2 separate regions of the Mus musculus genome follow, and region 1 is linked to region 2. The links are chromatin contacts, called in public HiChIP or PLAC-seq maps. All regions are on one chromosome and are shown on one strand. The core of a region is the stretch at or near the end of the contact, and the rest is flanking DNA. Distances in the headings are between cores, read along the strand shown. Region 1 has its middle 8.4 kb from the start of Gm10747. Region 2 overlaps Ptprr (protein tyrosine phosphatase, receptor type, R).

Region 1 (3,559 bases), core at 334-2,833, 770 kb before region 2:
CAGGCAGCAGCAGGCAGGCCCTCTCAGACTCCCTGTTCCCAGGCTTGCTGTTAGGTCTTAAACCAGAGACAAATGGCTGCCAGGCTCTCCCAGCATCCTTCATCCCTATCTGGTACAGGGTATTGTTGCATACCCAGCCCCGCTACCCTAAACTTCTTCAGCCCAGGGGTTGGGCTGCCCTCCCCCCATCTGCGCTTCCTTATATAATCCAGACATTTTGGTTTCCCGGTCCTTTTGTCTGCCCTTTACTCTCTTTCCTCTTGGCCTGGGCTGCCTTAGCCCGAGGCTCCTCTCTTGCTTTCCCTCATCCCACCCCTCCCACTCCACCCCTCTCGCAGTCCGGTTTGGTCCTGCTGGCCTGGACTCTTCCCTCTGCCTACTTTCTCCTTTATATCTACAATAAAAATATTTTCCATACTCGAGAGGTAGACATGCCCCCCTCCTTTTCTTTCATTATTTCTCACATTCACTTGCAAATTCTGAGACAAGTCGCAACTGGACACTCTACATGAGAGAGCTCTTGGTCATGAGCTCCGACCTGCACAGACAGTGGCTGCATCCGGCAGGAGGTGTCTCAGTCCTGATGTGAGGCCCAGAGGCTTCAACAAGAGGGAAATGCTTTTGAAGAAACTGAAAAGTGGAAAGATTTGTGGGGAGAGCCACATCCCCATAGCAAAACTTCCCCCAGAATCTCAGGCCCGGTTTCTGACTGTCCAGGGCTCAGCAAGCTCTGAGCCTAAGACCAGGCTCTTTAATATCCAGTGCCGGAAGTGAGGCAGCCCCACGTCCCCAGCGGTCCCTTCTAAAATACCTGCAGGGAGAACGGTGCATTCAGGCCATCCTCCCACCCCCATCTGACCTATCCCACGTGACCTGTTCCTTAGAAACCTTGGCTCTTTCTGGGTAGTACCCTGGGGCATTCTGGGACACGGGAGTGGGGACGGGTGGAGGGGGGGGGGGATATGCTGGCGTAAACTCCAGGTCAAGCTGACCTGGATGCCCTAAGAACCACCTGTTGCTGGGAATGCAAATCTGTAGAAATCAGAGACGAATCATGGGTCAAAATGGAAGGTAGAGAGTGTTTGGTGGAAAGTGTCTTTAAGAGTATTCTTGGGCTGCAGAGCTAGCTCAGCGGTCAGGAGCACTGGCTGCTTTTCCAGAGGACCAGGGTTTAATTCTCAGCGCCCACATGGCAGCGCACAAACTGTAACTCCAGTCCCAGGGAATCCAGAATCCTCTTCTGCAGGCATCACACATCAGACGCGGTACACATATGTATATACAGATGAAATACTCGTACACATAACATATCTTTAAAATATATAAGAGGGGTCTAGGTGTCCCAGAGACAAGCAATCTGAACTGTGAACTGCAGGATATTATCATAGATCATAGAATTTGTGAGTCTTAAAGGGGACAGTCTGAGTAAGGTTTTGATGACACATTTGGATCGTGGTAAATGCTTATTATTAGTCATCAACATCCAAATAATTGCTTTTGGGCGGGAGAGAGAGTTGTGTAGCTCATCAGATAGCTGGCTGGCTTTACCCACCAGGAGAAGAGAAATAAGTTGGTCATATGGCCACCAGGGGGCACTCCTGGCCCTGGGAGTCAACACCGGCGTGGCATTTATGATTCATAGGTAGACAGATGGGAGAAAGCAGAAACGTCTTGCTTGCCGGTGTGGAAGCCTCCAGCTAAGGTTGAGAAAGAAACCCCCTTTCGAGCTGGTGCTGCCTGGTTTCCCTGGCAGGAGCGGAAGTTGACCTGACCACCTGTAGGAGGGCATATTCCATTCAAACCAGAGAGTCTCCTGCCAGGATCTGGTTTCCTGCCTTCTCCCTGAAGGGCAACACCACTAATTCCTAAGATGTGTTTTATTTATTATATATATGTGTATATAGTAAATGTTTTTAACATATATATGTTATGTTTTTAACATATGTTTATATATATATCATATATATATATAGTTCAGTGCATATATATATATATATATATATATATATATACATATATACATATACATACACACACACACACACACACACACACACATATATACAGTATACACTGAACCATCTCTTCTGCCTTTTAATTTTTTTTTTAATTATAGTCTCATTAGGTAGCCCAGTGTGGCCTTGAACTTCTGGGACCTCGAACCTTGGAGGTTTTAGACATGAAACTACTGATGGGAAGCAGGAAGGCTGACATTGATGCTCGGGGTTCTCACTGTGGTGCTGAGGCCTTAGCGTGACGCTGGTGACACAGCGGGCTCAGGATATCACTGCAAAGGCAGTGTGGTCGAGGCTGATGTGATGGGCCAGCGAGATGGCTCAGCGAGTGAGGGTGCTTGCAGCCAAGCCTGGTGGCTTATGTTGGATTCCCAAGATCCACATAGCAGAAGAAGTGACTGATTCCAGTATGTTTCCCTCTGATCTCCACATGCCTACCCTCTGTCTCCACACGAAATGAATGAAGAATTAAATAAACCAATAAAAACATATAATAAAAGAAAAAAAGGTCTCTAGAGGGTCCCTCATATATATATTTTTAAAATTTCAATTGTTTGCCTCACTCAGCCACCCCTAAGGACACTAAGCCCTGCCACAGGTGGCCAACAACCAAGTCCACAGACTCAAGCCAGATATCAAAGCCCCTGCATTCTTTTTGACTGTTAATAGTAATAACAGTTATCGACTACAACCACATAAGAAACAAAATGAAAGCTGACTTCCTCTGGTACCCATCATCTCATTCAGCATGGCTGTTCTTCCTCCCTGCCCTAACTGAGCCCCCTAACCCCCACCCTCCCACTCCCACCCCCGTCCCTGTAGACTGCTCTCTGGGCAGCACTGTAGTCAGTAGAGCAGGGTTCCCCCTGGCATCAGGAACTGGCCTCTTGTGTAGAAGCTGAATATCTGTAACAAGGAGGCCCGTGCACTGTTCTGTGTACTGGCAAAACCCAGCATCAATACCTGAACAAATAACAGTCAGTCAGATAGACAGACAAACGGAACCATGCTTGCTTCTGGGTACACTAAACTTTTAGGGAACCAGCACTAAAGTTGATTTTGTGCATCACAGGGTGTTCAATAGCATCTTTGGCCTCTTCCACTATGTACCAGTAACACTTCCAGTATGATGATCGAAAACATCTCTCAACACTACCTAGTGTCTCCTGGGTGCAAGATCGCATCTGATGCAGAGCCACTACCCAAGGAACTTGGAACAGGATAGAATTTCTGCACAAAATCAACTTTAGAAATGTCTTATTTGTTTCGAGACACAAAATGTACTTCCCCTTCATCTCTGTGAGGCAATTGTCCTGAAATTAGAAGCTCAGAGAAGAGAGTTCCATGGCACCATTGGCACCTGGGGCACAAGGTAGAATTGGGCCCATCTTCTAAAATTCAGAAACAAAGAAGCTCAAACAAAAAGTTAATATCTGGTCTGGCTCACGTGAGGTTTTTTAGGGAATTTTGTATTTGCCACAGTCGGGGACATGCTGACGGCATACTCAGAGATGCTGAGGGACAGCGTAGAGTGTGGTGAGGGA
Region 2 (3,503 bases), core at 719-3,218:
CCATCCCGGCTTCTACGGCAAGCAGCTCAGGATCGACGTGAAGACGTGAGTATGAGAAGTCACAGCTCTGCGCTTAGCTTATTGACGTCTCCCACGCCAGAAGACAGCAGCCTTTGCTAAACACAAGAACCCCAAATCGATCTGTTTAAAAATTTGAGTAAAACTAGAACCTTAGATTAGAGTTCTAAAAAGAAATCAAGTATGTCTGTCAGTAAAGGCTTATATTGCCAGCTACTTGAGTGTCCAATGCAGGAGGAGGGTTTGTCTTCGCCACAGAGTGAGTTCAAAGATCTCCTGGGCAATGTGGTAGGGCTGTGCCTCAAAAGAAGAGATCTGGGAATATAAATTATGAGACTCTATATTCAGTCCCCAGTGCTAGTACACACACACACACACACACACACACACACACGTACAGAGAGAGAGAGAGAGACACACACACACATACATATATATATATATATACACACACACATACATATATATATATCACACAGACACACACACAAACACACATATACACATACACACTCACACACTCACACATACACACTCACACACACAGAATCACACATATACACACTCACATACACATACTCACAAACACACACACACTCACACATACACACACACACTCACACATACACACATATGCATACACACATACATATATATATATATATATATATACACACACACACACAAACACACATATACACATACACTCTCACACACACATACACACACTCACACACGTACATACTCATACACACCCAGACGTACACACATACACTCACTCACACATACACACACAGATACACACATATACATACTCACACATATGCATACATATACACATACTCACATATACTCACATATACACACTCACATATACACACACTCACACACACATATACATACACTCACACACACAAAGACACACATACTCACACACACAAACACACACACTCACACATACACACTTACACACAGACACAGACACACACATACACACACACACATTTACTATGTGATGTGACCCGGGAAATGGGGTTTATCCTTTTTGTCTTGGATTGCCCTTTAAGAATGAATCCTGCGGTTACTATTTCTGAGATCAGATATTTTCGCAGCATCCTTTTCCTAGTGGGTAGCAGGCAAATGTTATGAATACTATGACCACATGTCATTGTTCTTCATGGAACCAAGACCCCAGTAAATCAACAGCTAAGAGGGACGTTAGAACACATTGGAGCACTCCCCAGTCACTGCACCTCAGTGCAAGGGCATCTTAGCAGAGGGGTCCTCAGGTTCATGCGAGTTCCCAACAGCATCAGGACACCAGCTGACCATGGTTCATATGTCACTGATTTTCAAATGCACGTGGGTGTTACTGGGAATTCAGAGGATGAAATCTAATTTACAAATATAAGATTCAGAATGCAAGGTGGGGGCCTATGGACTAGTGTACTCCTATGACGGGGTTTTCATTCCAGCAGGGGTTGGGCAACATGCTCTGCTCCATGCTCCTTTGTGTGACTAGGCTGAGGGGCCTAGGGAAGGGGGGTGCTCACAGAGAGTCTGTGGCAGAGGTGGGGTCTGCTTCGAGCATCTTGACATGGTCTTGAGATGCCTGACTCTACATGTTGCACGGTTGCCTGCACACTCTCCCACCAGACTGTCCTCAGACACAGTTACCACAGCATTCCCTTTGTTTAAAGCTTGATAAAAGCTAAAACCCTGGGAAGAGCAGAAGTTCCACTAATACGCTTCTAAATAAAACACTCGTGGGTGCCTCACACTGAATTTGAACTACTTAGAAAAAGAAAAAAAAAAAAGAGAGATAGCCTATTTTAGCTGCATATATGCTCGAAAGTATTATTAAAAGTGGAACCGCAGACTTATGAATCTGCCACCAGAACTGTGGTGTCTATTTATAGATGTTGCCTGAAAGCCAGTAATAACAGAGCCCTGCCAGAGTCCCCTGGAAAGCTGTGTCGCTGCTTTGAACTGGAAACGCCCATTCAGCACAACACACTCGGGCCTGAACCAGAACACAGGAGTTTACTGCACACATGTAGGTTTGAGATGTGAGTACAGAGGACCTGTTCTTGCCTGACTTTGGGAGAACCACCACGGATCATAGTATCTTTCCTCCAGGATTTCTGATTCTGCCCAGTGCTCAGACTCGTGACTCATCAGCCACGAGATAAGCCCCATATCCAAGCCACTGTCTTGTTTTTTCCTCAGCTCTTAGCCATCCTCGGCTTCTCTAAGGAAACTGCTGTGAGATACGAGAAGATTATTTGCTTTTTTTAGACAAAGATGGAATTTCCCTCTATAGCCTGTGACGGCCTCAAACTCGCTGTGTAGTTCAGTATGGCCTTAAACCCTCTGTCATCCTCTTGCTCGGTATCCCAAGTGCTGGGATTTCAGGTGTGAGCAACAATGCCCAGCGTGAGGGGATCGGAAGATGCACTGTGCACAGGCTTGCAGCACCAGTGGGCAGAGGCCATTGCTAGGAAGCTGGGTCTGGTGGTGCAGGCCTGGAATCCCAGGAATGTCAAGGCCTGACTGGGCTTCAGTGAGTTCAAGGTCAGTTTGGGCAATGAAATTAAACTGTTGTCTCAGCAACAAAAAAACAGGGGATATAGCTCAGTGGTAGAATGCTTGCCTAGCAAACCTGAGTCCTTGGGTTTTAATCTCTGGCAAAATATATGTAAGCATGTATGTAGGCAGGCAGGCACACACACATGCATACATGCACGCATGCACACAAGCACGCAGCTAAACATGCAAGCACACACTGAGTTCAAAAAGGCCCATGGACCTTGAATATTATCTCTTATACGATTAAGATTTAGCAATCTAAGGACTGCCTGCCCTTTTCCCCATGTCATGGTCCCCGTTCAAATCATAAAATGATCAAGTCCTTTCCCTACCACCAAATGTTACAAAAATAGTTTGAATTTCTTATACTTCTTTCTTTCCTACTCTAGTGTTCTTCAAGGGAGTTTTGTGTGGTTGAATCGGCGTGGGTGGATGTGTCAACAGTTGGAAATGGGTGTCTGCTGAGGAACTTTTCAGACCTTCAGTGTTTCTTCTCCAGAAGTGTTTTAGAATTCTTTTCTTCCCCTCCTTCCCTCCTCACTGTATGCTTTTTAGCAAAGCACCTTCCACATGGCATGGTTTCATCAGGAAGTTTTACAGTGAACATTGCAAAAGCCTATTAACGTCTATCTAGCTATTTATGCATCCGAGTTAGAAATCATTAGTTTTGGATTTCTAATGAACCCCTTTTCCACTTACTAAGCCATATGATTTTGAACAAGTTACTGGCTGTTCCTTCCTCCCTCCCTCCTTCCCTTCCTCCTCCTCCTCCTCCTCTTCCTCCTGCTCTTCCTCCTCCTCTTCCTCCTCTTCTCTTCTCTTCTCTTCTCTTCTCTTCTCTTCTCTTCTCTTCTCTTCTCCCTCTCCCTCTCCCTCTCCCTCTCCCTCTCCCTCTC

The links. HiChIP or PLAC-seq counts read pairs in DNA pulled down with a chosen protein or histone mark.
Region 1: a contact with region 2 is called in an H3K27ac HiChIP or PLAC-seq map of the NIH/3T3 cell line, with 7 times the contacts expected there. The contact joins two enhancer-like sites. A contact is called at or near these places in 2 of 39 promoter capture datasets (frontonasal cranial neural crest and hippocampal neurons) and 2 of 115 datasets of contacts at active chromatin or transcription factors (the NIH/3T3 cell line and extraembryonic endoderm stem cells).

What each region holds. Positions count from the first base shown.
Region 1 is chr10:117,032,030-117,035,588 of GRCm38.p6, reverse strand. No RefSeq gene overlaps it. Among named protein-coding and RNA genes, the nearest start is that of Gm10747, 8.4 kb to the left of the region's middle. Within about 2 kb of position 1,583, at least 28 of the 459 cell types and tissues checked have an H3K27ac peak or open chromatin away from gene starts, as enhancers often do. A contact at or near this core is called in the NIH/3T3 cell line, where this site is marked.
Region 2 is chr10:116,259,831-116,263,333 of GRCm38.p6, reverse strand. All of the region lies in intron 13 of Ptprr (protein tyrosine phosphatase, receptor type, R), which reads right to left. Among named protein-coding and RNA genes, the nearest start is that of Ptprb, 40 kb to the left of the region's middle. Within about 2 kb of position 1,968, at least 116 of the 459 cell types and tissues checked have an H3K27ac peak or open chromatin away from gene starts, as enhancers often do. A contact at or near this core is called in the NIH/3T3 cell line, where this site is marked.